7 separate regions of the Mus musculus genome follow, and regions 2, 3, 4, 5, 6 and 7 are each linked to region 1. A link is a contact called in public HiCAR-type, HiChIP or PLAC-seq, capture Hi-C and promoter capture Hi-C data. All regions are on one chromosome and are shown on one strand. Each heading gives the region's core, a stretch centred on a gene start, on an enhancer-like site or on the middle of the called end of the contact. The rest is flanking DNA. Distances are from core to core; before and after follow the strand shown. Region 1 holds the start of Ints10 (integrator complex subunit 10). Region 2 overlaps Psd3 (pleckstrin and Sec7 domain containing 3). Region 3 holds the start of Zfp868 (zinc finger protein 868). Region 4 holds the start of Psd3 (pleckstrin and Sec7 domain containing 3). Region 5 has its middle 59 kb from the start of Psd3. Region 6 has its middle 84 kb from the start of Psd3. Region 7 has its middle 110 kb from the start of Psd3.

Region 1 (4,178 bases), core at 1,232-3,731:
GTTTGAGACATAAAGGCATGAGATCAGAGGTTCAAGGTCATCCTCAGATACTTTTTTTTTGGGGGGGGGGGAGCGGCTCTTTTCTTTCTTTCTTTCTTTCTTTCTTTCTTTCTTTCTTTCTTTCTTTCTTTCTTTCTTTCTTTCTTTCTTTCTTTCTTTCTTTTCTCGAGACAGGGTTTCTCTGTGTAGCCCTGGCTATCCTGGAACTCACTCTGTAGACCAGGCTGGCCTCGAACTCAGAAATCCACCTCCCTCTGCCTCCCAAGTGCTGGGATTAAAGGTGTGCGCCACCACTTCCTGGCCTCAGATACTTTAATAAATCTGAACCCACAGCAATCTAGAGGACACAAAAGACGTGGTCTCAGAAAGAGAAAACAAAAGCAAGCCAAGAGCCTTCATGCATTCACCCGTTTACACTGTGACCAGTCAGCTCCAGCTCCTGTTGCTATGCCTTCCCCACCAGGATGGACTGTATCCTTAAAACCTGAGTCAGGACACACCCTTCCTTTCTGAGCTGCTTTCTATCAGTCACAGCAACAGAAAAAAATAACACTCTATTAAAAACAACAAGAAAAACAAGAACAAAACTCACAAAGGTAAACCACAGGCCAGAAATAACCAAAGAGAACAGTCGCAGCGACACTCGTATGAGGGGCACCAGCAGTATAGTAGCCGGGCGGTGGTGGCGCACGCCTTTAATCCCAGCACTCGGGAGGCAGAGGCAGGCGGATTTCTGAGTTCGAGGCCAGCCTGGTCTACAGAGTGAGTTCCAGGACAGCCAGGGCTATACAGAGAAACCCTGTCTCGGGGGAAAAAAAGAAACAATGATATAGTAAGATATCATTTTCCCCATGATACAGGTGGGGTGTGGCGGCATAGCCTCTGTCCCAGCTAAGAAAAGAGGAACAAGTGGGTCTGAGTTCAACACTACCCTGCCCAATAAAGTGAGGTTCCTCTGTCTCATGAGGAAGAAAAGGAAAAACAGGGGTGGTGGTGGTGGAGGAGATGAACATATACAGGTTGGCAAAAATGTGGAAAACTGCCAATTCATATATATACACATATAAATATATATGTATATATATATATATATATATATATATATATATATATATATACATACATATATATAATTTGTGGAAACAGATATTTAGGCTATCCTTTTTAAAGAGTAATTTGATAGATGATGAATTGTACATATCCCTTAGCTACAAAACATCAAAATATGGGTGCAGAATTACTCACTGACATTCCAAACATAAATAAATTGGAAATTAACCATGCACCCAGAAAATGATACATGGCCATTAAGAACATCAGTTGTCTCTATAGACTAGACCCAGAGGGTCCACAACAGCGGGTTATGAAAGTACACTTCAGGGTAGAATGGCCTCGCTTTTATCAGCTACCCAGTGTATGTATGTATACATATGGAGACACACAAAACTTAGCTCTGGGTTAGAAGGGATTTCACATTTCATTCTATCAATTGCTGTCTGAATGTTTGTAATGAGCCTATGATAAATCACTGGCTACAAATTTGGGGATTAAAATACAAGAATTAAAAAGTCGTCTCTGTAGAACGCCTGTTGGCAATTAAGGCCTGAATTCTGGGTACCAGGGAAGAGGATGATCTTGCAGAGCCCCGACTGCTACTATCAATTGTTCATATCTGAAGAGGACCCCTTCAGATATCAACAATAGCTCCCAGAACGATCCCAGTTAACTCACATGTCATACAGCAACCTCCCTGCGGTGGCAGTCCTCTCGGCATTCCGTTCGATGGTGTACATTTCATACTGAAACAAGGCAGACAGGGTCAACGGCTTCCACGGTGGTAGCTGGTCCAGCTCCAGCCCACCTGCAGCACTGCTCAGAGGTGGGCCTTCACCCAGAACACCCACGAAGGGAAATGAGAGCCTGGTGGCCCAGAATTCACCCCATCTGCAGGGCTTCTAGGATCAAGTGGAGTAGAAACGTCCCCAAAGAAGCAGCAACTGAACAGATGGCTGCTACCATGATCAATGAATGAATGCCCTGGGCCCTAGTGGCAAAGATGCACTGTACAGGATCAACCAGACCCGGATTTACTGTATGGTTTCCGCCTTTGCAGGTGCTGGGGAAAAGGTTGGTCAACTGTCCTGTGGAGCAGGGTAGGAGCAACGTGGGGAGGGGGACAGCGGCCGCGCAAAGCGCCCAGGGCCACTGGGCTCGGCCAAACGCTCTCTTCCGCGCGTGCGGACGCGCCGGGTCTGACTCACCTGGATGTTGAAGTCGGCCGGGTAGAGGCTGCGGGCCGTGATCAGCCATGCCTTGGCTGCCCACAGGTCCTGGGGCACTAGTTCCCGGGCTCGCTGCACCAGAAACTCACAGTCGCCCTGGGCCGACATGGTCCCGGGTTTTTGCCCTTCCAGTAGGCGACACTAGGGCGCCGCCAACCCCCAGGTGGCCACTGCGCATGCCCAGAGACCAGCCAACCACAGGCCGCAGAGGTTCTGTAGAGTCCTATGGAAACTACGGAGACCTGGATTTTCATTACTCGGATTGCCATCCGTCGATGGTAGCGCGCCGCTGACCGCCTGGGAGTAAGCGTCAGAGTCGGCAACCCTGTGCTCCAGGTTCTTGCGTTCTCCTTTGATTCCAGCCCGGGTTTGAAGGTCCGCGACACGCTCAGACACGGAGCGGCGGTCCTTCGGTGTAAATAAACCTGGTGCCCAGGGTTAAGGTGTAGTTTCGAAGTGTCGCGGAGGGCTGGGCCTGGACTGTGCAAGACGACCCCACCCTCGCATGCGGAAAGACCCTGGATCGCCTGTTGCTTTTGAGCTTTGCCAACATCTTTGCCCCTGCCCCAGGCATTATTTCGCCTGAATCTTATTCTTTTTCTCCTATACGGAAAAATTAGCATTTAGAAGATGCTCGGCTGGATGTCCGAACCACCTGCTCTGCAAGAGTTAAAAAAAAAAACAAAAACAAAAACAAAAAAAAACAAAAAAACAAAAAAAAAACAAAAAAACTTTGATCATTTGAACAATGGAAAATAGCTGCAGTATAAATCGGTACCGAAATCCTGGCTTTGGTTTTGCATTTGAACAACCACAATAACAAAACAGTCCCCCTGTTCTGTTGACAAGGCAATATTCATTTATTGAATTGGAAGTGTCCGGAAAGTGAATTGCTAGCTTTGGTTTTCCGTCTAAGTGCATGTATATATATATATTTCTTATAGGTGTTTGTATATAGTTCCTATCAACTGTAGCCATCATTTGCCACTTAAAACCAGGACATCGAAGAATTCAGAGCTGGTTTTCTTTTCTTTTTTCCTTTGAGACATTCGGTCATGGCCCAAGCTGACCTTAAACTTGGCAAGTATACGAGGATGATCTTAAACTCCTGATTCCTGACTTCCATCTCCAAAGTGCTGGAATTAAGGACATGTGCCTGTTCTGATTAATTTTTTTTTCTTTAACAAAGAAATTAGGAATTTACTTATTTAAGTAAAAAATACAGATATTAAAAATAAATATGAATATAAACATTACAATAGTGAATTGCAGTTCTTGGATGAAGCTTTGTTTATGTCAAAGATTATTTGTGAAGAGAAGGGACATAGGCTACGAAACAAAACTATTTGGGGCAATAAACATCTACATCATCTCTGATATCTGACCTAACTGTCTTCTTCCAGATAAGCTTTTTAGGAGGGATCTTTAAGCCTGGAAGACTTGAAGCTCCAGTAACCTTCAAGTTAAGAATGAAATAATACCTGGTCTTTATGGAAGAGGTTTCCCAACCTTTCTCTAGCCCAGCTACCCGATGTCTATGCTGGCAAATGCATTGATCTGTTGCTCTCTTTTGTTCTGTGATCCTAGAAGCTCAGGTGGCTTCCCTACCGTGAACATATCATCCAAGGCAAGGTGAGACCTGGCCAAACCATCTCATTCATATTAAGCTTTGAATGAACTTTCTTTTAAGTTCCTTTATTGTTTTATATCGATCTTATTTATAGAAATGTAAAAATACAGGCTTGCTAATGAATAATTTATAAACAAGTAGTAAAAATTTGTGGTGAATTAGTGTGCTGATTCAAAAAGTGCAGAGACAGAGGGGTGTCGTTTTAGGTAAAACACCAAAAAATGTCAAACTCAAGTTTGGTTATCCTGAATTTTTAAAGGAAGTCT
Region 2 (4,178 bases), core at 1,050-3,549, 860 kb after region 1:
TGTGTTTTATATTTCATTGGTTATCTTCTGAAATGTAAACACCTTGAGGGTGAGCGTTTTGTTTTGGACTCTTTTGTATCTCCAGCACTAGTACATATTAGATACTCAGTCAATATTCATTTGGCATGTAGGTAAAGAAAACCCGGAGCTGATTTAATATTCTTAGAAAGTCACAGGGCTACAGGGTTGGTAATTGATAGGTAAGTTTAATTTTAACTGGTATACTATTCCTCTCTGTTTTTTTTATATATTGTATTTATGATGATTTCCTTTCAATTTTTCTGCTCTCTGTGTGTGTGTGTGTGTGTGTGTGTGTGTGTGTGTGTGTGAGAGAGAGAGAGAGAGAGAGAGAGAGAGAGAGAGAGTACCATGGCTCGTGTGTTGAGAGAAGAAGGGGAATTCAATGTTCTATCTTTCCACCATATGGCTCCCAGGAGTCAGACATAGGTCTCAGCCTTGTGGGAAGCATGTTCATTCTGAGACACCTTGCTTGTCTTGAAGTGCTTGTTGTGTTATGTCTTGTTCTTAGAGTGGAACATGTTTGCACTTCTGCCCATAGTGTATGAATGTCTGTATTCCTTCTCACACTTCATAGTGTGTTATCTGTCTGATCCTTGCCAGTTTTATAGAGGGAAAAGCTGATTGCTTTAATTTACATTGATACTGATGATTTCTCTACATGTCTAGTTCTTTTTTTTTTTTTTTTTTTTTTTTTTTGGTTTTTCGAGACAGGTTTTCTCTGTGTAGCCCTGGCTGTCCTGGAACTCACTCTGTAGATCAGGCTGGCCTTGAACTCAGAAATCCACCTGCCTCTGCCTCTTGAGTGCTGGAATTAAAGGCACGCAACCACCACGCCCGGCTACGACATGTCTAGTTCTTACATGCTTACCACTTATATTACTTGTGGACACTTGTTTAGGTTTGGGCTCTAGTTGCAGTAGGCTGAAAATGTACTTGTACTAGTTTTATTCTTTGAATATTATGGGTACCAGGTTTAAGTCCCTGAATAGACTGGGGAAGATTCCTTCCAAACTGAACTGGAAGGTGTGCAGTGTTCTGTTTCTTTGTTTCCATTTGACTTTATTGTACCTGGTATTGCTGTGCCTTGCTAGTTAACTCTATTCTACTTCACGAGATTTGTTAGTATAGATACTGTCATATTCCAAGTGCCATGGATGTCTGTGTCCCAGATGTGTAGGAGTGAGAAAAGTGTCGTGTTTTCAACAGATGCTGGCTTCTCTTCCAGACAGCTCAAATCAAGGGACCTGCGGTGAAAGCAGCTTCTTTAGCCAAGGCACAGAGATGAGAATATGCAGGACAGTTTCTTACACATTTATTTATTTCCTTTATTTTTTATATTAAAGGTTTTTTTTTTTTTTTGGTGTGGGCTTTTTCCAAGTCACCATTTTAATTTTTCTTGGCTGTATTGCTCATATAATTTATATTTCTGTGAGTATAAAGGTCAGAAACATCTCTATGAGGAAATTTAAACATCCAGTTCTATTTCCTTTTCTTTCTACATAGTTACCTTCTTTTAAAACATTGCTATTTGCTTGTTTTCTCTGCACCCATGTGTATATGTATATATATATGAGCACGTGATACAGCACACATGTGATGCTCAGATACTTTGGGGAAGTTGTTTCTGCTCTTCCATCATAGGGGTCCCAGAGATAAAACTCAAAATTTTGGGCTGACTAGCAATAGCCTTCTAAGACATCTTGCTGGCCCTCTAGGTTTATTTTTTATATTACCTTTGGATTTTATTAGAAGGACAGAGGGCAGAATCAAATATTTATTCCAGGCATATAATGTTTACATTTATTAAGGCTCATCACAGTAATGTGTATCAATAGTATAAATACCTCCCTCTTTCTTTCTTCTTCCTCCTCCCACCCTGTGTGTGTGTGTGTGTGTGTGTGTGTGTGTGTGTAGACACTCACTCACACACACACACACACACACACACACACACACACACACACACACCCCACAAAGGCAATCTGGAGACTGAAGAGCCAGGGGAATAGTCTCACTTAGGAAAGTGGAAGCTTCAAATGGAAAGACAGGGATGTATCCCCATGCTGTGGAAGCCTGAAAAGTCCCTGGACAGCTGCTGGTGAGAGTCAGAGTTCCAGCACAGGAGAGTCTAGAGTCAGCTTTATACAAGTGACAGCCCCTGGACAGCTGCTGGTGAGAGTCAGAGTTCCTCCACTGGAGAGTCTAGAGTAGGCTTTGTGTAAGTGAGAGCAGTAGCAGTGAGAGTCAAGCAGAAACAAAAGCCCACACCTTCTTTCAGGGAGTCACAAATGCATTTGGGAGCCACGCCCGACTTTGCATTCCTCTGAGTCCCTCTCTGTAAGTGTGCTTTCCATCCAGGGAAGGGTATTGTTTCTCTTTCACTTTACTGAGCCACATTCCAGTCTGGAAACAACCCAGGACCCAGAAATGTGCTTCACCAATCTTCTAGGCATCCTCCAATTGCCTTAAGTTGATAACCAAAATAAACAAACCATCACAGTGTTTATTTCTTTGTACTTTATTCCTCTGAGCTAAATTATGTAGCTTTCTCTGTATTAATCCTGTAGTGTTTCTGTTCCTAGCTATTTTTTTTTTTTTACAAATTTTGTTGTTCTGAACCTCCTTTTCAAATATTTTTCTAATTAGTACTTCATATTTAACTGACCATTGAATTAATTTTCACACTTGAAAACATTTTTATATATATTTGCCATTAGTTCTTTGAAATTTTCATGTCTTTTAAAATTAGTTTTTTGAGAGTTTTATATAGCTTTTTAAAAAAATTAGTTCATATACCATAGGATATGTTTTGATAATATTCACTATATGCTTCCAAATACACCCTTCCAAATTCCCTGCCTACCCAACTTTTTTTTAATCCTTCAACAACTTGTGTTGCCTAAAATATTTTTGGGTATGTGGGTTTCTCCTGGGGAGTGGTTGGTTGTGTTACTAGATTCTACTACCCTCTTCTAGAAAACTGTCTCTCCCTCTTCTAGCTGCTAACAGTTGCCCGTAGCTCCATGGCTTGGGGTGTGAGTCTGTGCTTCCCATCTTTGCTGATATTTGGTGTGGCTTGGGCTCACATAGGTTTCGTACATACTACCATGCACCACTGTACATGTTCACTACCATGAACCACTGTAAGTTCATATGTGCAGATGCACTTCTGTGTCCAGCAGACAATGCTTCCTAGTTATCTACCACCTCAGTACCCTGTACTCTTCCCACCCCATCCTTGGCGATGATCCCCCTTTTGGGATGGATATGTAGACAGTTATATCACCTGCAGATATTTATTAGGAAAATAATGTTTGTGGAATGTAGTCCATGTCTTATGGTATCATTTGTTGGTATAATTATCATGACTGAGTGAACATGGTGCTTTGATTGTGTGTGAAGGAAATATAGGTACATTAAGTTTGGAGACCCCTCAAAACAAAACAATCTGCTTGCACACTTCATTTGTTAGTTACTTTTTTTTTTTTCCTGGTCAAACATCATCCCTAAAAAGTACTCGCACAGTTATTGCAGCATGTTATCTACTTTTTTTCTCTTGACAAACTAATACTGTCTTATTATTATAATATATTGAGAAATAGAATTAAGAAGTATTTTCAGCTTGATGGTTGTCTTAGTTAGGGTTTTATTGTCTACACTATGACCAAGGTAACTCTTATATAGGAAAACATCTAATTAGGGCTGTTTTAAAACAGGTTCAGACGTTCAGTCCATTATCATCATGGTGGGAAGCATGGCAGCATCCAGGCTGACATGGTACTGGAAGGAGGTGAGATGAGAGTTCTACATCTTGATATGAAAGGCAGTAGCAGGAGATTATCTTCTGTAGGCAGCCAGTAGGGGGCTCTCTTCTGCACTGAGTAGAGAGTAAGCACTAGGAGTCCTCAAAGCCCACCCACACAGTGACATACTTCCTCCAACAAGGCCACACCTCCTAATAGTGTTAAGCATATTCAAACCATTACAATGATAATTTAATTTTTTTCTTTTATCTATCATCTGTACTGGCTGGTTGTATGTATCAATTCGACACAAGCTACAATCACCAGAGAGGAATGATCCTCAGCTGAGGAAATGCCTACATGAGATCCAGGTATAAGGCATCTTGTCAGGCAGTGATCGTTGGGGAAGGGTGG
Region 3 (4,178 bases), core at 1,143-3,642, 830 kb before region 1:
AAAGAACAATTTGCAAATTCATTTGGAATAACAAAAACCCAGAATAGCGAAAATGATTCTCAACAATAAAAAAACTTCTAGGGGAATTACCATCCCCAACCTCAAGCTGTATTACAGAGAAATAGTAGTAAAAACTGCATGGTATTGATACAGAGACAGGCTGGAAGATCAGTGGAATGGAATTGAAGACCCAGAAATGAACCCATACACATATGGTCACTTGATCTTTGACAAAGAAGCTAAAGCCATCCAGTATAAAAAACGAGCATTTTTAACAAATAGTGCTGGCTCAACTGGTGGTTAGCATGTAGAAGAATGCAAATTGACCCATTCTTATCTCCTTATACAAAGCTCAAATCTAGGTGGATCAAGGACCTCCACATAAAACCAGAAACACTGAAACTTATAGAGGAGGAAGTGGGGAAGAGCCTCTAAGATATGGGCACAGGGGGAAAATTCCTGAACAGAACACCAATGGCTTGTGCTGTAAGATCAAGAATTGACAAATGGGACCTCATAAAATTGCAAAGCTTCTGTAAGCAAATGACACTGTCAATAAGGCAAAAAGGCAACCAACAGATTGGGAAAGGATCTTTACCAACCCTACATCTGATAGAGGGCTAATATCCAATATATACAAAGAACTCAAGAAGTTAGACTCCAGAGAACCAAATAACCCTATTAAAAATGGGGTACAGAGCTAAACAAAGAATTCTTAACTGAGAAATACTAAATGGCTGAGAAGCACCTAAAGAAATGTTCAGCATCCTTAGTCATCAGGGAAATGTAAATCGAAAGAACCCTGAGATTCCACCTCATACCAGTCAGAATGGCTAAGATCAAAAACTCAGGTGACAGCAGATGCTGGAGAGGATGTGGAGAAAGAGGAACACTCCTCCATTGTTGGTGGTATTGCAAGCTGGTACAACCACTCTGTAAATCAGTTTGGCAGTTCCTCGAAAATTGGACATAGTATTACCTGAGGACCCAGCTCTACCACTCCTGGGCATATAACTAGAAGATACTCCAACATGTAAGAAGGACACATGCTCCACTATGTTCATAGCAGTCTTTTTTATAAGAGGTAGGAGTTGGAAACAACCCTGATCCCTGATTTGAAGATTTGATCCTTCAAATCTGGAATGGATTCAGGAAATGTGGTACATTTACACAATGGAGTAGTACTCAGCTATTAAAAACGAATTCATGAAATTCTTAGGCAAATGGATAGAACTAGAAAATATCATCCTTAGTGAGGTAACCCAGGTGCAAAAGAAAACACATTTTATACACTCACTGATAAGTGAATACTAGCTCCAAAGCTCCAAATAACCAGGATACAAGTCACAGACTGCATGAAGCTCAGTAAGAAGGAAGAACAAAGTATGGTTGCTTCGGTCCTTCTTAGAAGGAGAACAAAATATTCACAGGAGCAAATATGGAGATAAAGTGTAGAGCAGAGACTACAGGAAAGGGCACTCAGAGTCTGTCCCACCTGGGGATTCATCCCAAATACAGTTACCAAACCCAGACACTACTGTGGATGCCAAGAAGTGCATGCTGAAAGGAGCCTGATATGGCTATCTCCTGAGAGGCCCTGCCAGATTCTTACAAATACAGAGATGGATGTTGGCAGCCAATCATTGGACTGAGCATGGGATTCCCCAATAGAGGAGTTAGAGAAAGGACTGAAGTAGAGGATGGCCTTGTCATGCATCAATGGAAGGAGAGGTCCTTGGTCCTATGAAGGCTCGATAGATGCCCCAGTATAGGGGAATTGATGGCTGGGAGGTGGGAGTGGGTGTGTGGTTGGGTGGAGTAACACCCTCATAGAAACAGGGTGAGGAAGAATGTAATAAGGTGTTTCTTGGAGGGAGGGAAACCGGGAAAGGGGATAACATATGAAATGTAAATAAATATCCAATAAAAAAGAAAAGAAAAAAAATGGCTTTAGGCACATTGACTGAGGCGGACTACGAGTTTGAGGCTCTTGTACACAATAAAGGAAGAGTCTCAACAAAAATATTCTGAAGAAGCTATGGTACAGTGCCCCCTGAACTGTCATCACCAAACACTAGTTTGGTTCTTTCAGCGGACTTGTCCCTAGGTAAGTCAGAGTCACAAAACTGGCCTGACATCGTTAACTATTTTCACTGGTCAGGGTCCTGGAATCATTCAGTAGGGCACACCTAGAGGTACACAAGAGCCATGAACCTATGTTGACACCTGCTGGCCACCGCAACACTAAACAATGGGCTCTAGACTCACAGCCTAAGGAACTGCAAGAGGAGCTACTCCTGTCACTCAGATCACCTAGAGCAGTTCTAACCAATCAGGAGCTACAGACAGGTTGTCCAATCAGAAGCTTCTAGGAGGCGGGGGGGCGGGTTCTTTTCGGCCGCCATGTTAGCTAAAGGTTCTTCACCGAAACTGAGGAAAGCCGTTGTGGGAGCCAGTGCTTGGAGCTGTGTGGGGGAGCGCGGGTGAGCTCGGAGCCTGGCAATGGTGAGCGAGGGCCGCTGTCCCCTGATGGGAGGAGCGGCCGGCTGGGCTGCGGGAGCCGGGGTGGTGGGTCCTCCCTGGGGTTGGGGCAGTGAACGCGGGGACGTCGGGGCTGCGACCTGGGCCTCCGCCTGCGGTCCGTAGGTACTTCCGCCCTGATCCTCTTGGCGTCAGCGCTGAGCGGGAGGTCCCGCCCTGCGGGGGGCGGGGGATGGGCGGAAGCCAGTACGCGGATGACGTCACGATCCGGGCTGGCGGGGACGTCCTGCTTTTGGTGGTGCGCTGAAGGCTGCTTGCTAGACTAAGGCTGTCTAGGTTCTTTGTGCTGTCTTCGAGAAGTTCTGAACTTTGCTTTCCACATGTAAGTGTGGCAACCTCTTTAGGTTAATTTTACGACATTTGTAAAGTCCAGTGAGTTTCTTTGCAAAGATGTTTAAAACCAGCTCTGGGAAAGATGACTTGTCTCCTTGAATTTATTTTGTTCTTCGGTCAGACATCCTTTGATTATATTTTTGTTTTTATTTCTGCTTATGCATTTGTGGGCTTGTTAATTTTTCTTCCCTCAAATAGTGCATTGTTTTGCGTACCGAGGTTCGCCGAGAACTGTTAGTCAGGAAGCATTGTAGTCGATTCTTCTGTATTGTGTTCACCATTCTGGTCCTTTTCTTCATTTCCACACAACCTTTATTTCTTGTTTATTTTAGCATTTTTATTGGAAGTATGTTGAACTACTAGTTTAAACTGAGAACATGAGCATACTATGCTAGAAATAAGATAGACACATTTGTATCTCCCCAAAGTATCAAATATTTTTGAATAACAATAAACTTAAAAGGTTTTGATGGCAGCAATTTGCCAAGTGATTTCACTTACATTTGTAATTAGGACAAGGTTAATGTGGGTTTTATTCTAGTCTTTTTTTTTTAAGATTTATTTATTTTATGTATGTGAGTACACTTTCGCTCTCTTCAGACGCAATGGAAGAGAGCATCTGATCCCATTACAGATGGTTGTGAGCCACCATGTGGTTGCTGGGAATTGAACATAGGACCTCTGGAGGAGCAGTCAATGCTCTTAACCACTGAGCCATCTCTCCAGCCCTTCTTTTAGTTTTAATTGTTAATATTAATTCTCATGTCAAAGCACACAGTATATCTCTGCATATATTTAGTTTATAAAATGAATACTTAGAAGTAGGCTGAGAGAAATGTAGGTAGAGTTTGTCCTGATATGAAAAGGAACTCAAAACAATTGTGCCACAGGGAGCGAGCCTTTGATGAAGTCACAGAGAGGACTCAGGCTTGTCAGCCATGCTGCTTAGTTCTAGATAGAAGGCCCTGAGAGCAGGCAACTGTGGGCTCAGGTCCAGGTCTGGATAGGGACTAGGTGGAAGGCCAGGCAGGTGAGTAGGTGAGTCATGGGGCCTATTGAAACCTCAGGGACAAAAGTCTCTACTTGTCCTTTCTTCATCTATATACTAGTTATCAGACGATAGGATGGTTTGGGGTCAGACATCCTAGTGCTAGTAGGTGTCTATCAATTTAAGAGGCCAGGAGAGGGATTTATGCCCTTCCCTGGTTTCCCTGATAGCATTGTAATACATGCCCATCTAGTCTCAACTCACCCTGATAAACTTACAGAGTAGCCCTCTTTCTGTTCTCAGGAACAAGCCTGTG
Region 4 (4,178 bases), core at 695-3,194, 820 kb after region 1:
CTGCAGCCCATGCTTAAGAAAGCAGAGAGCCAAGGGTGTCTGTCCTATGCTTTCCATCGTAAGGACTCTCGGAAGGCTGCCATCAATATTAGATTGCATCTTTTGGAAACCCGTGATTTGTGGATTGGTTAACATGTGGATGAAGCCAACAGAAATTGTCCTCTCTTCCTTTCTACTCATCCCTCTGCCCAATCCTAGCAGCTTTGCTTAGAGTTTTGGAAAAAGAAGAACCGGGCAGCTTAGTTTAAAATAAGCTGGTGGCATATGCCTATAAACTCAGCATTCAGAAGACTGAGGCAGGAAGATCAGCAGTTATGGCCATCCTGGGGTATTTGAGACCCTGTCTCTACACCAAGCAATGGTAGTTGTTGATAATAAGAGTTACAATAATTACTTTTGAGCTTTTATCATTATTTACTATCTGAGTGGTTTATTTGTATTTGTAGTTTATTTAATCCTTAGTGTAACCCTATTATTATTTGTGTGGTTTTGAATGAAGAAGCTGACTAGAAACGTTAAATAACCTTAAAGTGACACAATTGGAAGGTAACGGAGTCTAGATTACAAGTCCGGATCCTGTGCCTTCACCACAGCGTTTACTAATCAAGAAGCTAAACATCCACAGCTTGGAGGTTAATAAACTAAAGCTGGGAGATTTTAAGCCTTTCCCCAAGTAAGACAAGCTGCCAGCTGTCAAGCTGGACTTCTCAGCTTCATTTCTGTCACCAAGTCTGCTGTCCCTAGATACACCATCTGATCTTTGTCCCCTGCGTATGAATTGGTCTTCTTGAGAGATGGGCCTACTTGGTTTGTTGTAGTTTCAAACCCTGAACATTTCTTTCAGAATTCTTTCTTGGCATGCAGACTTGTGGGAAGTGTAGCTTGGTGGTACAGAGGCTGAGCTTTCGAGCCGTAGTGTCTGAGTTTGAGTCCCTTCCAGTGGTGCCTCTTTTACTCATCTGATCTGACAAGACTCACACCTCTTTTGTATTTTAGTAGTCTCATCAATAAAATGGGTTCATAATAGTAGCTATTGTAGAGACTTCTGGGGGATAGAAGGATTCACAAAATGAAACTTCTTAGTGCAGTGTCTAGCATATTACTACACATTTTCTAACCTAATTATATTATTTATAAAAGTGGCCATTCATTTTTTATAAATTAAAATAAAATTTATAAATTAATATTTTTTATAAATTAAAGTGAGCACATTTTCTGGCTCTTGGTTGCTGGTTACTGAGTGTATGAAATAGGAAAGTTTTTTGAAGTGTCTGTGTTTCTCATGCTGATTGCAATATTAATGATACTGAAGATGAGTTACTTACTTTTTATTTTTTCCAGTGTTGGGGAATCAAACTCAGGGTTAGGTAGGCGCTGTAGCACAAATGGACACTCTCCACCCAAGATTTATTTTTAATATTTATATCAAGTCCAAGAGTCAGTGTTATGTTACTAACTATGTATTAATTTTATATTATTATTTACAAAAGGAGTGCTTTTACTGAGATTGCTTGAAAAGTATTGCATGCATCCAAAGTACTGTAGGTGATGTGAAAGTTTATCCCATTGCTTTTAAAACTGGATCACAACATCTTTGAATCTTTTCATGGGACGTTTCCAATTACTATCAATTACTGTGAAATATTAATTTGTCACAGGAACAGTAATGTAATCATTAGTAAAATGACTGTGTGGCAGCAGCACTTACAAGTGAGATAAAGACTGTCAGCTCTGGATTGACATGGAAGCAGCTTTTGGGCAGTGTTTTTGCATTTGCCTCTTCCGTCGGAACAGCGTGAGAATTAAATGCTTTTAAAGGGAACCGGCCCATCTCGGTTCATGTGTGTCATTCCAGCATCAGAGAAAATGCTGCATAATACTAGGATGACAGCCCCACCTCTGATGTCACCCAGGATGGTACGATCCTCTCAGAGCCTCTGCCGGCTTCCTGCTGCTGCACTGGGGGAATGGTTACATTAAAGCTAACTCCCGACATCTCAGTTATCTCCTTGGAAGTAGTTTTGACAATTATAGAAAAGCCCCACAGTGGCTGTCTTCGGTAAGCTACCAAGGTAGAGAGCGACCGAGGCTGAGCACAGCAGGAGAGCGGGCTGCTCTGCCTTTGTGAGGGGCTGAGGCGGCAGTTCCTGGGCTCGGCTCAGCTCTGGTTCCAAGTGCTCAAAGTGCTTCCATTTACATCACCGTGTGCAGTGCAGGGCAAGAGGGGCCTCCAGGAAATTTGAAACTAATTTGCTTCCAGTTGACTAGAACAGCACATTTTGCATTAGCTTGCTTCTTTTCTCGTTAACTTTTCTCAAGCGTTAAACTGATGAACTGGGCATTTTCTATGATCAATGGGTAACTGCTGGAGCTACAGTAATCTCTGTGAGTAACCTCTATTTGTAGGTCTATGCAGGCAAATATATATTATCTATCTCTTGTGCAATGCTGCTGTGACATTTTCCGTCTGTATTATTGACTGCTTGTGTTGTCTTTCGGCCATCCCAGTAGGAGACTTCTGGGGGCTAGCCCAAGTTCTGCTGAATCCTGCCATAGAAAAGAGCAGACTGCATTCATTCTGGGGCATCCCTGCCAAGCACTCTTTAATTGCCCAGAAAACGGAAAGATGCAACGGGGGCCTCTGAACGCCTTTGCCCAGTACCTCACTTGGCTTTAGCTTTTAATATTTGTTTTAGTGTCTGATGCTGAATGTTCTAATTTTTAAAAAAAAATGTAAGTGGAGAGTAGAGTATCATGCTTACCTATAATTTTACTTCCTTTCATTCCCCGTCCCCAAGCAGGTTTCCCAGGAACAGGGCATTCTATCATCCTATAGAAACAAGCACCCTTTCTGTGCTGCATGATTTAGGCAGAAAGAAGGAAACAGGCTATTCCTTAGTTTAGTGTTGGATGGGATGGGGAGGAGTTTCTCTTAAAGAACCCAAGCTGCTTTTGTCCGAAGCACAGCCAGGAACTGAAGTAGCCTGGAGGGGGTGGGGGTGACTTCAGGATATTCTCATTGGAGTTGACGCTGAAGTCATCACAGCCTTTCCAGGAAGTTTATAGCAACTGTCTTCTTATTTCTCAGTGTGTCTTTCCTATCTGTCAAAAACATTTTATAGTATTTTAAGATTTATTTCTCTCTCTAGAGAAACCAAGTTTCAACGTTCTGTTGACCGGTCAATGTTGATGTGCTTGGAATTGTTCGTGTCAGTCTGCAGGACGAAACCTGACTTTAGACTCTGATGGGAGTGCCAGTGTGGATCAGCTGAGGCTTAGCCCCAGCTCAGTGAGGCTGCTTCTCTAACCTCACCCTGCCTTGCCCACAGCTGTCGTTGGCTATCACGGCCAATCACTCTAGCTGCTTGGCAATTGGCACTCACAGTTTTAAAAGAACTATACAGTGTTTTGAACATCACTTTAAATTTCTTCACTGTTAAATGATTTAACAAAAATGTGCAAGAAAAATTTATTCTAATATTACCACATGTGTGTTAACCTTAGCAAAAGATGGCTGCTCAAATGATATTGTGGAGCTGCAAAGGGTTCAGTGTGAACCATTATTCTCTTTAAAAAAACCTTAATATAAACTAGAGTCAGTGTAGAGGAAACTTAAAAGTGGATATTAGAGGTGTGGATGTGTAAACAGGAGGAAGTGTAGAAAGTGGACAGAATGGATAAAATAGAGGAGAGAGAAGAGGTAAGGCTAAAGGAAGACATCTGCAGGGACTTACAATTATGAGAAGTAGTTGCTCTCAGATGGGCTCCTGCTGCAAGCTTTCTTCTCTCTGTGCTGTTGCAGAGACTTTGCTCTACAATTAATGGCTTGCTTCTTATCCCATCCTCTGACCTGAACGCTGTTCGTGTGCTGCTCTGTAGTTTTTAAAGCTTCCGCCGACATTGACAGACATGGTAAACTACTGTCGCTCCTGTAGGGAGAGGGGCTGAATGAGAACAATTGGGTTCAGAATCATTAGCCTGTGGGATTTAGACTGTGGTAAGCACAGCTGTAACTGTTAATCACCAGGGGGAGAATGTCCAGTTAATGGAACCTTCTGCATTTGTATGCACATGCTAAAAGCTTGGATAATGCTTGGCAGGTCTTTCCGGCCTTTGAAGCACATAAAACCTTGAATATGCATGCATTTAGAGAGCTAGCAGACTCCAGAAAATAGTGA
Region 5 (4,178 bases), core at 678-3,177, 760 kb after region 1:
GCTATACCTTAATTCATTTTTTTCTCTTGGAGAGTTTATTTTTAAAATGACTTAAAAATAAACTTATTTATTTTTGTGTGTATGTGTGAGGCCCAGCATGTATGTATATATATCATACGTGTGCCTATGTCTGCAGAGACCATAAGAAGGTGTGTGGTTCTTTGGAGCTATAGTGACTTGTAGTTGTGAAATGATGTTGTGAGTGCAGGGAACTGAATCCGGGTACATTGTAAGAGCAGCAAGTGCTCTTAACTATTGAACCATTTCTCCAGCTGTTTTAAGTGATTTCCATGGACAGTTTAAAGTAAAGAAAAAAAATTCATATACATTGCAAATACCTTTTCAGCATAAGCTTTTTAATGATTATAGATTTCCACTACATAATAGTGAAACTTTTACTTTCAGCTTTTCATTATGATATTCAATAATACTACTTGTTTTCTTAGGAAACTTCTTATATGAATGGTAGATGGAAGTAAGTATGCACTTTATTCTTGTAATTAGTGGGTTATAAGAAACTTGATCTTGAGGGCATGATTGAATACCCATTTCCCAATAATCCATGGTATTATTTATTATTTAGAAAATCTTGACTCATCTACATTTCTTTGAGTATGTGTTAAGATTTAAATATTTTTGGCATGCTTATTTGTAGTTAATATTTCTTCTGTTTTGAATTTGCTGTTTGTGCTTTAAGGAGGATTTTGACCTTATGTACAATTTATAAAACTCCTAATACATTGATCTAATAGCAGAATGAACATATCTAGCTTTCTGTCACTAATAATATCAGATTACAAGATCTTGGAAGTGTCTATGGAGAGGAATAAATGTTTATTAGCTTACTTGATAAGTCAGTATTAATGCTCCTTATCTGGTTCAATCTTTGGTTCAATCTTAGAGGTAATATACAAAAGGCTATACTAGACCATTCTATCTGCTAATAGCTGTACATACCAGCCATAGCCTATAATCTTTCTGACTGACCTTATACCATACCTTTTCTCCCTTCTACCACAGTCTTTTACTCCTCAGTCATCCCTCGTTTAAGAAAATTCATTCACTTTTGCTGCTAAGTTAAGTTGAAATGGAAGCTGTATTTTGGCAAAAAGAATGAGAATTTCAGAAAATGGCTACCTAGAAGTAGTGTAATTTGATGTGTGAAGTGCTTGAGACATGTGCTGCTCTTTCATTTTGATTTTTTACATATTGCAGTAGGTATCTTGATGGGTGAGTGTACTGGTTGGTTTTGTGTCAACTTGACACAAGCTAGAGTTATCAGAGAGGAAGGAGGCTCAGTTGAGGAAACACCTCCATGAGGTCCAGCTGTAGGGCACTTTCTCAATTTGTGATCAGTGGGGGAGGACCCCACCCATGGTAGGTGGTTCCATCCCTGGGCTGGTGGTCCTGAGTTCTATAAGAAAGCAAGCTGAGCAAGCCATGGGGAGCAAGGCAGAAAGCAGCACACTCCATGGCTTCTGTATCAGCTCCTGCCTCCAGGATCCTGCCCTGTTTGAGTTCCTGTCCTGACTTCCTTCCATAATGAACAGTGATATGGAAGTGTAAGCCAAATAAACCTTTTTCTCCCACACTTGATTCATGGTCTTTTGTCACAGCAATAGAAATCCTAACTATGACAGCCAGTGACAGAGAAAGTGGGTAGAGTATGGGCAAAGCCCCTTTTCACAATAGTAGTATCCTCCTCCTCCTCTTCCTCCTCTTCTCCTCCTCTTCCTCCTCCTCCTCCCCTGGCTTCCACCATGTGTTTTTTTTTTTTTTTTTTTTTTTTTGGAAAGCTTTGCTTGCTGCCTGTCACATACCCCAGGGAGAGACATTTCTGCTGGCCTTTTGTCTTTTCCTCACTGGTACTTTCTCTTCATACCCTGGTGCTTGGGATGCCTCTCTCTCTAGTTGCCTAACACCATGGCAACAGGCCATGGTAACCGCTTCCTTGCAGTCAAGGGAGAAAAGCCTTCTAACTTTCCTTTCACTGCAACCTGCTGTTTTCAGTTCGCACTGTGATCCACTCTTTCTTTCCTCCCAGTTAAAAACAAGGAAGTTCTGATCCGTAATAAAAGTGCAGGATCCACTGATTGTCCTAACTCTCAGGTCTTCTGAGCCCAGTTTAAACCAAGATGTCCCTTGACCACTGTTTCTCCGGTAGTACCCATTCCATCCTCTGTCCCGCTATTCTGCTCTCTTTCTTTCTTTACTTGGTACGTTATATGTCTGACTGTATTTGGAGTCTGAGTGTTCATTCCTTCTAGAATGTAGTGTCTAGGTGAGTGAGACTTCCTTTCTGCTCACTCCTGTTTGTGTTCCCTTGACCATAAGTATTTGTCAGATGGCCACAGGACTTGGTGTTGGAAACCCTGATTTTGTTTCTTAGAACTTCCTCTCCTTGGGCCGTTCCCCTCTTGAAAGAAAGACATAGATTACATTTGGCCTTCTATAGGAAGTTAAGTCACTTCCAGCACATTTTGAAGCCCATCAGGTCCCAGGCCCCGGGCCAAGCAAGAGCTCAGTATGAGTAGGTTATAGGTCACACGATAGAACCTGGGATTTCACATTTGAAACCACTTGGCTGTGGATTGAATCCTGGTGCCTTTGTGTTTCTTCTAGTCACCATCGCTTCGAAGAAGTCTTTGGAAGCCTGTTTCTTCATTTACATCACCTACTTCCATGGCTTTTCATGCAGATACTTCTGATAGCATAGGGAAAGAATGGGTAGATAAGAAAAATAGATGATGGTGTTATGTGATTGTTAGTGTTTTACTTTTCTGGAGTTTCCATTTGTAAGTAGAGGTATTTTCTCAATTACGTTGCAGGCTGTTAAATCTAGTAGGAGCTGGGTTGAGTAGTTGTGGAGTTTGACTACCTAGGATCAAGTTCCATTGCTGAGTATCAGTGTGATCCCGAGGAAGAGACGGCCTCTAGGAGGACAGTAGTAAGTGCTCAGACTAGCCATTTCTACCCTGAAGTAAAGCTTTAGTGAAGTAATGTCTTGGTACACATTTTTTCATGACCTGTAGTTGCTGAAAAATTGATAGTCGCTGTCTTCTATGCTGCAGTGTCCACCCCTGCCTTAATAGAAATATCAACAATATTCCAATATAAACAATAGAGAAATATCAGCTCTACTTTTACATTTAGCTTTTTGTATACTTAAGATTAAGTCCATGAAGAACTGAGTTACTTCTCTGTAAAATTTGTAACGCTGAAATCAAAACTCACTATATCAGCAGTTCCCAACTCATGGGTCGTGACTCCTTTGGGAATCAAATGACCCTTTCACAGGGGTCACCTAAGGCCACTGGGAAACATAGATATTTACATTATAATTCCTAACAGTGGCAAAATTACAGTTATAAAGTAGCAGTAAAATAATTTTATGCTTGGGGGTTCACTGCGACATGAGGATAGGTATTAAAGAGTCATAGCATGAGAGCCACTGCATTATATGAAGATAATTAAGGTTAAATGAAAGAATAAGAATGGGCAGTGAAGTAAAAACTTACAGGTTATTTAGAAAGTCAGTTATGTTAGATGGTGTTTTGCTGGGGCAAGCACAAAAAGGAATGTTTAGCTGAAATAGACACAAGTGAAAGAATGTTTTGCTAAGACTCATAAGGGAACATTTTGCTGAAGCAGACACAAGTAAACAGGTAATTCTGCTAAAAGAAGCTCACAAAAGGACACAAGGTAAAAGGTTCTTCACTAACGACACACATATATTGGTCCACCTTACATTGCATAGTTGAGCTCAATTTGTCGTGACTCTATAGAGAGTAATGCACCAAAAACTTCTGGTGGTGTGCTGCAGTTTCTTGCTGCTTGCACGGACTCAGGCCGATTGACAGAGTGATGTGGGCTGATACAGACTCACGGGAAGTTTTCCTAAGATATCCTGAAACAAAACACGTGATGAGGCAAGACCTATAGAGGACACATGATGCTTGGAGGGAGCCTACATAGGACTCACTGGACTGAGAGAGGGGCTTGCTGGTAGAGTTAGCTCCACAATGCTTCATGGTCTTGCATGTTGGCTGAGAGAGGCACAGCAAAGAACTCCTGACTGAACTGCTGGTGTATCTGTAAAATGTTTGCAAGTGGGTTCAACTGCCACCACTGACCTCTAAATTGACTGCTAATTTCCTGACAACACAGATGAGATTTGC
Region 6 (4,178 bases), core at 818-3,317, 740 kb after region 1:
TGTAGACATTCTGGAGTGATTTGCCATTCATTATTCATAAGCGAAGTCACCAGTGCTATAATGGGTTAATCTGGGTCTTCATTCAGAGGCGAAGCTGTGAAAATCAAGATGTGTATGTCCTTTGGCTTTAAGGCTGCTTTCTTTAAGGAGTATGGAGATAACACCACTTGGCAATTATGAAAAAGCTGGTATTTTGGAGTTTGGGTGGGATTAAAAGGTGAGTAATACGTGGCGCTCATTCTCAGGTTTGTCTGCAACATATTCAGACTAAATTGAGCTTTAGGCTGACGGAAAAGAAACAATGCAATCAAAGCCTGTATGTGAAATATGGTTATAGAAGTCTGGTCTAGCCGAATCACGTTTTGCTGCAAGTGTTCTCCACCATGTTCTTCCAGGACCAAGCATAGAGGTCTTTGGTTTTCTTCTTGAGTTTTAAAATAGTGCTAAATATTGAACCCATGGCTGACGTATGCCACGCCAGTGCTTAGCAGTATCCCTACAGACACACTTCTTGAGTTCTGAGTTAAACTAACCTTGATTAATTTTAGGGAGTACTAATGAGGTTCTCTAGATTTTATACTAAGATATTGATGACATTCTCCAGTTTGTTAGTTCTCAGTGTTCATGTCCTGGTAAGCTTGTGTTATTTGTGATATTGTATGTGCATTCAGAAATGAAATGGTGCTGTATTACTTAATACTATTCTATTCTGTGTTTGTGAGTTATATGACCATTTTCCAAAGTTCCAAATGCTGCTGCTATTTGTAGTGACTGAGTATATAATGAGAATTTGAAGTGTGTGGTTGACAAGTTTTACAATCCAAATTGTTGTGCCTTGTTGGAAAATAATGTGTAGCTCATAACATTAATAATGAATCTTTGCTTATGCTATATCTTATTTACACAAAAATAGCACATGTCCTTGCAATGTTTGTTTGCCCTACCAAATGAACGATTTTTTGCTGTGCCCAGAATGTCAACAAACTGAAATCGAAGTTACCGTTGCCAAGCTGACAAGGACTTTGTTGAAACTCCAGGGCACAGAGGTGGTAGATAATTCTCTTTTGGCAATGACTGTGATATAAGGAAGCTGAAAGCTACCAGTTCTCTCCTTCCATGAGAGCGTCAGGGCTGCCATTTTTTTTTTCATGCTGTGAGTTTGTGTATATGCACGGATGTGTACACATGTGCATGTGCAGGCCAGAGGACATCAGGTGCTGGTCCTTAGGACCTATCCACTTTTGGTGGCTGGTTAGTGAGCCTTCCTGTCTTGGTTTCCCCAGTGATGGGATTACATGTGGGTACCACTGTGTCTGGCACATTCTGTACATGGTTTCAGGAGCAGACTCAAGTCCTTGTGTTTGGAAGACCCTTCTTTTCATGCAGGTTGTCTGAGAAGCAGACTTGTCTTTAGTCTCATCTCAAGCCCTACCTTTTAGAAAATGCATTCTTTATAGTGAGGTGCCACAGGCATAGGTAATATTGACTGAGTTATGACGTGCATAGCCGAGAAGTCAGTACTGTCATCATCTCTATTTTGGAAGTCCTGAGAAATTTTTGTTGCTCAGGATCCCACAGCTATTAAAGCTGTGAAGCAAATATTCAAACTCAAGTAGGGGTCTGCTTAATCCCTTTCCTATGGCCTCACAGTTAGCACTCTGTGCTGCAGAAACTGACATTTTGGCTCTAAAAGGCAATGACTAATTTATCAGACTAATTCACCAACAATTCTATTGGCTTAAACAGCAGCAATAGTATTTCTTGGCTCAAGAGATAGAAATTGTATAATTTCTTATCCAGAGAACATTAAAGAGTACCCTATAGTCATAAATAATTAAAATAAAAGATGAAGCAGATTAACAATTTAAAGTTGAATGTGAGCCTCGCTTATTCTAATTCCTAATTATGTCACCTCAGAGAAGTATCTGGATGTTTCTGCCACAGTGGTGTTGACACAGAGAGGACTGCTTTTCCTTGTTATTTTTTCCCAGGAACTGGAGCTCAGGGCTCTTTGAAAGTCTGTCTGAAACAATAAGAGGGGGCTAGGGAACCAGCAGAGGGCTTTCATAAGATCAGGCCACAGCTGCTCCCTGCTTGTCTAGCCTTCTGTTCTCAGACCTTCGCTAAGGAAAGATACATTGAGAAATGAAGCAGCTTGCCTCTTCTGTGGCTGTCGGTCAGTGCACATGGGAAACAGAACATGTTAAAAAGCTGCTGTAGCTTCCCTCGCTTGCCCTGCAGGAGGTCACTGGTGAAGCATTAATGGGATTGCTTTTCCGTAGGTGAACTTCTGCTAGCTATTTTGGAATTCAGGGTTTTGAAAACTTTATTTTCCAAGAAGCTGCTGGGCAAGGTAGAATGAGTCACAGGACACTGAGGCAAGGGGACTCTGAGTGAATGGCACAGACTGTGTGCAGTTAGATGCTTGCTGGCTTTGCCATTGTATTACTTTCTAGCAAATTTGCAGTAGAAAATTACCATGAAATTGGCATCAGGCTGTTCGATCTTTCAGGGCATCTCCTGTGACTAACCCTGTGTGTGCGCGTCAAGAGCTTTGGGGAGTGTATACTACTTTCTTGGGTTGGAGCTTTCTTTTTTTTTTTTTTTTTTTTTTTTTTTAAGATTTATTTATTTATTTATTTAATGTGTGTACACTATAGCTGTCTTCAGACACTCCAGAAGAGGGCATCAGATTTTTGTTACGGATGGTTGTGAGCCACCATGTGTTTGCTGGGATTTGAACTCAGGACCTTTGGAAGAGCAGTCGGTGCTCTTAACCGCTGAGCCATCTCATCAGCCCCCGGGTTGGAGCTTTCTGCTCGAATGATGCAGTTCCTTTTGGACAGATTTACAGATTGCTTTCTGGTGGCTCTGCAGGGTCTATAAGCTCCTTGCCTGGCCTGCTGACACTTGCATCTTCTAATAAAATCTCCATGAGAAAACAAAACAAATAAACAAGGCACTATTGCTTTCCAGGCCCTGATATCTTCTGCGTAAATTAGGGCAGAAATTAAGGCGCATACTATTCATTCATCTACTCATTTATTCGCGGAGTCTGTGAACAGGTTTTGCCACTGACCTAAGCTGACCTAAAAGAACCTTCAAGGAACATGTAGAGACCTAGAGCCATTCTTAAGAGAGTCAAACTCTACAATTGGTAAATACTGGCCTTGCTGTTCCTAAAACTTCAGCACCTGTGAACATTCATGGACTCTATCCTCTTCATCAGCATTCTTCAGTAGATCTTTCTGTCCTGTTCATAATGTCCCAGACCGCCCCTGTTCAGTAGCCAGAATCTGTATGTACCTGAAATATGGTTATTCTCAAGAGCTGAATTTTACATTTTATTTAGTTCAGTGAATTTGTAAAGTCCTAGCTAGCTTATGGCTATTGTGCTATGCAGCAAGGCATTCAGGTAAAGTGCTTTAAGGGATGTCATTGTCTGACTTGAGCTGACGTATCCCTCTTGACATTCTGGCTGCTGGGGTGTGTTTACTGACTAGGCATTGGTAGACTTTGGAAATTGTTCTCACTTACCCCCTCATGTCTGATAAGCACCAGTGTGGGGAATGTATATGAGAGATATGAAATTTTAATAAAATGAAAGTAGATATATTCATTTAAAATGATGAGAGAAAAAATGCACGTCTCTAGGAGCTATTTGGAGAAAAACAGGAACATGTTTTGTACCTAGAATCATGCAAACGGGAAAACTTTAGAGTCTAGTCTGCCTGAGAGTTGTCTGTTGGCTTGGCTTAATTAAAAAATGGATGACATTGTTTTGAGAGTTCAAGGAAATAATCAAACACTAGTTGACTTCTTTCTTTTCTGTATGGAATATCTGATACCTTTGCTTCAAGGATCCATGAACCTCTATAGCATAGTCATGAAGATCCAGGTGGACAGCGGTGGAGATGACAACAGTGGAAGTCTCCCTTGGAAAGCACACAGAACTGTCTCAGAGAACTAGCAGTTCTCAAAGTGCTTGAAGACAACAGGGAAATGACTGCCTATAGAGAAAAGTACTTCACATCACAGTTAGAGATACAGTACACTCATAAGACCCGGGCACACTTTGTGTGATAGATCTAGGAAGTAAATAGCTACATTTACAGGCTCCAGGTTTATATTTCTCCTTTCTGTCATGCACACAGTACTAGTACTGCTTTTGTGTGCAG
Region 7 (4,178 bases), core at 955-3,454, 710 kb after region 1:
AAGGAAGTGAGAGAAATTATCAGCTCTCTAAAGCTGGAGCTCCAGGTAGTTGTGAGCTGCCTGATGTGGGTGCTGAGACTTGAACTTGGGTCTTCTGCAAGAACAATATGTGCTCTTAACCACTGAGCAATTTCTCCAGCCTGGCAATTTTGGTTCCTTTATTTCTTTACTTTTGCAAATTACAGTCTTCAAAGACTGACTTAGCAGAGCTGACACGGAGGCCTACATCACATCCTCTACAGCAAGGAGCTAGAGCAGTCTCCAAAGTGTGGTTTTAAAGTTCTGGCTCATTCTGGATGTTCACCTCCCAGTTAGGTACTGCCTGGAACTGGAACTTTTAATGGCTACATTCCTTCTGTTGGTATTCTGTCTAAACTCCACCTCACAGTTACCTGGCAACAGCCAGTTATATTCTTCCCTACAGTTACCTGGCAACAGCCAGGTAGGCCTGGCCCATTATAAAAGGGGCTGCTGGGCCCCTCTCCCCTCTCTCCTCTCCTCTCTCTCTCCTCTCTCTCTCTTCCCTCTCTTTTGCCTCTCCCTCTTGCTCCCCTTCTCTCCGCATTCCCTTTCCCCCTCTCTCCACGTGGCCTCTACTTCTCTACTTTCTCCCTCTCTCTGCCTTTCTCTGCCTCTACTACCATCTTGACTCCCCTCCCCATGCCCAGAATAAACTATTCTATACTATACCATCGTGTGGCTGGTCCCTCATGGGGAAAGGATGCCTTGGAATGGGCTAGCTGAGGCGCTCCCTTCCCCCACACCTCGCCACACCCCCATAGAACATATTCTTATACCTCTTTATCTTTTTATAAACACATCACCTTCTCTTGTAATAGTTTTTTAAGCATTATTAATGGCAAACAATCAATTAACAAGCAAGCTGACATGCATCAGAGATGGATCAAAGACAGAGAGTTTTACTTTAGGGCAGTGGTTGTCAATCTTCCAAATATGGGGCCCTTTTATATAGTTTTTTATGTTGTGGTGAACTCCAACCCTAAAATTATGTTTGTTGCTTCTTCATTACTCTAACTTTGCTACTATTATAAATGGTAACATGAACATCTAATATGCAGTATATCTAATATGCGCCCCCTGTGAAAGGGTCACACAACTCCCAGGTAGAGTCTTAGAGGCTCACGGTGACTCAGAGGCATAAGGAGTGCAACTGTTGTGTTTGTGAGTAAGACTACAGTTGTGGGAGATATTTTTCTCTCTTCTTTAAAAAGAACACCTCAGTTTAGAAGCTTTTGGAGAGTCAATTGTGCTCCCTCCAATTCATGTTCCTATACTAACTAACACATGTAAATGTGTTTGAAGATGAGGTTTGTGAAGAGGTGAGGGAAACTGAGGTCACCAGAGGTAGCACTAATGCAAGCTGACTGAAGTCACCTGCAATCTCCATATTCAGTAGGCTATGGCAAGAAGATCAAGAATTAGAGAGTAGCCAGGGCGTACATGCATCAAGTGTGACCCTGATGTGGCACAGGGTACATCCATTGGCAAGCAAAGTAAAGAAGCCTCAAGCGATCAAGCCTGCTGACACTTGCTGCCTCCAGAACCCTGAGAAAATGAATTGCTGTTGGTAAAGCTTATTTCTATCATATTTCTCTTTAGCGGTCCAAGGAAAATGGCATCTTGTGCAGCAGTCCCAAGTTTATGTGACATGAGAAGACCCGGTTATACTTCCTTGTTCCCCTGCCCGTGCAGAATAAACAATGTTGGTCTTCTTTATTTTGTGAATGGATCTACTTAGAGATTCATAATCACATTCTATCCTGCCAGCTTGCAGCTCAACAAACATTTCACAGTTCCGTGTTTATTGGCCACTTGCTGATTTTAAGCCAGTACTCGTTCTTCATAAGCTAGCACATTGGTAATTAAACCATGCAGAGTACATAAACTATTCATTCAATGGCTGAGTACTATTAGGCTCTTTTATCCATCCATCTTCACAAACTCACTGCTTTTTATTGCGCTCAAAGCTGCAACCATTTCTTTAGAAATCTGCCTTTCAAAGGTGTGGACTTTAACCAGCAGGGGGAGGGGGATAAAAGAACACACTGCCCTCATAAAAGGATCCTATAAAAGTGTCTCCAGGTGCTCTTCTGTTTTCAGGCAATAGATCTGCCAGGACTATGTGCCCTGGAGGAGAGAGTGGAACCGGGCCTCTTTGAAGAGCCGAGAAGACTGGTTCCACTGTCTCACCAGGCTTGCTGTTTTATTTCAGTCCCAGGGGGAAGCCAACAAGCCCATTGGCCTCACCCTGACTGCTACTTCTGGCAGAGACTTCTGGAGAATGAATCAGAAGCCGGCTGCCCTAGCTCTTTGAAGTCTTTGAATGTGCATGCTACTTGTTTCTAGGTTTGGGCAAGCCAGGGCTACTGCATAACGAAGGATAGAAAGCAAATTTGCATAGTATTTCATTTTTTCAACAAGTCTAAGCCAAAGACATTCAGTGACCAAACTTGAAGGTGAGTAGACATTATCTGCCACCAGAATCATCAGACCAGAAAGCCTACCAGTCTAAAACTTGGCTCCTAGGACAGGGTATTATGTCAGTTTCTCCCGGAGTACAAGTATTGTGGTCGTTTTGCTAACATGTTTCTGTCCATAGGGAGGAGAGGGACAGATCTTGCTGATTAATTCATATCACTCACCACATTGCTTCTGAGTACTTCCTTGTGCCAGGTGTTATGTAAGGTCGTAGAGAACAGCAATGAATCAGGCTCTGCCCTTAGGGCTCAACAGTACAACTTAGGCGGAGCAAAAGCTGTTTGCTCCACCCCTCCCCCCTCTGCCAGCCCTCAGCTCTCTTATCAATGTCTTTTCCTCCATTCATTTGTTCTCTGCTCACTCCCACTCCCAGGGTTTTACTACTGGAAAAGCTCCAGGAAGAGAGGTGATGCCTAGCCAGGGCACCAATCCCCAGTGGAGGAATTTTATCATATAAATAATATTGTTACATGTATTTAATGGCCCCTCTAGTTCAGGGATCCCAAATCCCTGTGTGTAATGAAATCTGTAGTCTGAATCAGCTTTGCTATACCCTAGAGGTCCTGGGGGAGTAGCCTAGAACTCAGGGAGCTGCCAGGGTTGAGAGGCACCTCAAGGCTTGAAATCCACAGTGAAGTTTGTCAATAGATAATCAGAAGCTGACTGCCATTGCATCTCTCTCTCTCTTCCCCCCCCCCTCTCTCTCTCTCTCTCTCTCTCTGTGTGTGTGTGTGTGTGTGTGTGTGTGTGTGTGCTTATGTTCTTAAGTACCTTGTCTACTCAAGCACCTAGCTTATTTTCTGCTTCCTGAAGAGATTTATGGCTACATTTCCATAGGAATAAAAGTCCTGCTGGCAGGGAGCCCCAGAGAGGCAGAGAGTGGTGGTTTGTAGAGAATCACTGAAAAAATGTAATTGCTGGCAGCTGTTTGCCCCAGGGCTGCCAGTCATAAAATTTAACCCTTAATTATCCAGGCATTCTACAGGCAGAGACCTCTCTTGATCTAAGACAAGTGTTCACCATAGTCCTATAATAGAGGACTGTATATCTGTCATTACCTATTTTAAAGTCATTGCTTCTATTGCAGGACTAACCAACCATTGCACTTGTTAAGACATGAGTGATGGTGAAAGCTGGTATTAAATACTGCTCAGCAATGTCAACAGTACTTCTTTTGTGAGGTACAACAAAACCTCATCAGCTCTTACTGAGGAGTCCGCATCTGGAGCTGTATGCAGTAATCCAACATTGCATCAACCTTGGAAGAAAAGACAGTTTGGCTTGCCTTGAAAATTCAAGGCAAGGTTATACTGTACTTGGGCATTTCAAGAAGCAGAACAAAAGGATAAAAGCGCACAGTGCCAAGATTGAGTAAGAGTATGCAGTGCCCTTTGTTGAATCTGACCTCAGCCAGAGCCATGGTTCTGGGAACCTGGTTTATTTGTTCAATGAGAAAGGGAAAGCTCAAGAAAGGAAATTGCTCAATGCTAAAACAGTGAGTAAATGAAGGGCTCCATGCAGCCTAAGCCAACAAGGTCACATTCCCTCATCCCTACACAACACAGTGTTCTTATCTCCAATGGGATCATCTCAGTCAGAGTTTGCTCAATGAAATAAACTTCAAACTCAGTTCAATTTACCAATTACAGACATGGCAATGATGCTTAAGGGTTAGAGGA

What was found. Promoter capture Hi-C pulls out the DNA fragments that hold promoters and counts their contacts. HiCAR-type assays count read pairs that join an accessible place to other places. HiChIP or PLAC-seq counts read pairs in DNA pulled down with a chosen protein or histone mark. Capture Hi-C pulls out chosen DNA fragments and counts their contacts.
Region 2: a contact with region 1 is called in a HiCAR-type map of astrocytes, with 3 times the contacts expected there. The contact joins the enhancer-like site here to the promoter of Ints10 in region 1. A contact is called at or near these places in 2 of 39 promoter capture datasets (cranial neural crest and maxillary cranial neural crest) and 4 of 115 datasets of contacts at active chromatin or transcription factors (astrocytes, bone marrow-derived macrophages, embryonic limb bud and 1 more).
Region 3: a promoter capture Hi-C map of pre-B cells shows a contact between it and region 1. The contact joins the promoter of Zfp868 here to the promoter of Ints10 in region 1. A contact is called at or near these places in 3 of 39 promoter capture datasets (the C10 cell line, liver and pre-B cells) and 1 of 9 other capture datasets (pancreatic islet).
Region 4: a capture Hi-C map of macrophages shows a contact between it and region 1, with 6 times the contacts expected there. The contact joins the promoter of Psd3 here to the promoter of Ints10 in region 1. A contact is called at or near these places in 6 of 39 promoter capture datasets (the 3T3-L1 cell line, cranial neural crest, embryonic stem cells and 2 more), 3 of 15 datasets of contacts at CTCF or cohesin (the NIH/3T3 cell line, large pre-B cells and pro-B cells), 22 of 484 Hi-C or Micro-C datasets (3T3-L1-derived adipocytes, the HPC-7 cell line, bone marrow-derived macrophages and 15 more), 21 of 115 datasets of contacts at active chromatin or transcription factors (the NIH/3T3 cell line, astrocytes, bone marrow-derived macrophages and 13 more) and 2 of 9 other capture datasets (adipose tissue and macrophages).
Region 5: a contact with region 1 is called in an H3K4me3 HiChIP or PLAC-seq map of forebrain, with 4 times the contacts expected there. The contact joins the enhancer-like site here to the promoter of Ints10 in region 1. A contact is called at or near these places in 2 of 39 promoter capture datasets (embryonic stem cells and hippocampal neurons) and 4 of 115 datasets of contacts at active chromatin or transcription factors (bone marrow-derived macrophages, embryonic stem cells, forebrain and 1 more).
Region 6: a contact with region 1 is called in a HiCAR-type map of astrocytes, with 5 times the contacts expected there. The contact joins the enhancer-like site here to the promoter of Ints10 in region 1. A contact is called at or near these places in 11 of 39 promoter capture datasets (the 3T3-L1 cell line, 3T3-L1-derived adipocytes, cranial neural crest and 7 more), 6 of 115 datasets of contacts at active chromatin or transcription factors (astrocytes, embryonic stem cells, forebrain and 2 more) and 2 of 9 other capture datasets (adipose tissue and embryonic stem cells).
Region 7: a contact with region 1 is called in an H3K4me3 HiChIP or PLAC-seq map of neural progenitor cells, with 14 read pairs. The contact joins the enhancer-like site here to the promoter of Ints10 in region 1. A contact is called at or near these places in 1 of 39 promoter capture datasets (hippocampal neurons), 5 of 115 datasets of contacts at active chromatin or transcription factors (bone marrow-derived macrophages, embryonic stem cells, large pre-B cells and 2 more) and 1 of 9 other capture datasets (embryonic stem cells).

Annotation. Positions count from the first base shown.
Region 1 is chr8:68,792,232-68,796,409 of GRCm38.p6, reverse strand. It overlaps Ints10 (integrator complex subunit 10), which reads right to left and starts at 2,481. Exons shown (of 17, transcript NM_027590.4): 1 at 2,262-2,481; 2 at 1,732-1,799. The coding sequence starts at 2,390.
Region 2 is chr8:67,929,207-67,933,384 of GRCm38.p6, reverse strand. The region is part of intron 3 of Psd3 (pleckstrin and Sec7 domain containing 3); the gene reads left to right. Among named protein-coding and RNA genes, the nearest start is that of Gm15991, 22 kb to the left of the region's middle. Within about 2 kb of position 2,299, at least 65 of the 459 cell types and tissues checked have an H3K27ac peak or open chromatin away from gene starts, as enhancers often do. A contact at or near this core is called in astrocytes, where this site is marked.
Region 3 is chr8:69,623,762-69,627,939 of GRCm38.p6, reverse strand. It overlaps Zfp868 (zinc finger protein 868), which reads left to right and starts at 2,392. Exons shown (of 5, transcript NM_172754.2): 1 at 2,392-2,505.
Region 4 is chr8:67,972,340-67,976,517 of GRCm38.p6, reverse strand. It overlaps Psd3 (pleckstrin and Sec7 domain containing 3), which reads left to right and starts at 1,944. Exons shown (of 16, transcript NM_177698.4): 1 at 1,944-2,385. The coding sequence starts at 2,355. It overlaps Gm15991 (a long non-coding RNA gene), which reads right to left. Exons shown (of 7, transcript XR_003947558.1): 3 at 3,735-3,944.
Region 5 is chr8:68,031,975-68,036,152 of GRCm38.p6, reverse strand. It overlaps a transcript of Psd3 not described here. Among named protein-coding and RNA genes, the nearest start is that of Psd3, 59 kb to the right of the region's middle. Within about 2 kb of position 1,927, at least 24 of the 459 cell types and tissues checked have an H3K27ac peak or open chromatin away from gene starts, as enhancers often do. A contact at or near this core is called in forebrain, where this site is marked.
Region 6 is chr8:68,056,785-68,060,962 of GRCm38.p6, reverse strand. It overlaps a transcript of Psd3 not described here. Among named protein-coding and RNA genes, the nearest start is that of Psd3, 84 kb to the right of the region's middle. Within about 2 kb of position 2,067, at least 15 of the 459 cell types and tissues checked have an H3K27ac peak or open chromatin away from gene starts, as enhancers often do. A contact at or near this core is called in astrocytes and forebrain, where this site is marked.
Region 7 is chr8:68,081,782-68,085,959 of GRCm38.p6, reverse strand. It overlaps a transcript of Psd3 not described here. Among named protein-coding and RNA genes, the nearest start is that of Psd3, 110 kb to the right of the region's middle. Within about 2 kb of position 2,204, at least 96 of the 459 cell types and tissues checked have an H3K27ac peak or open chromatin away from gene starts, as enhancers often do. A contact at or near this core is called in neural progenitor cells, where this site is marked.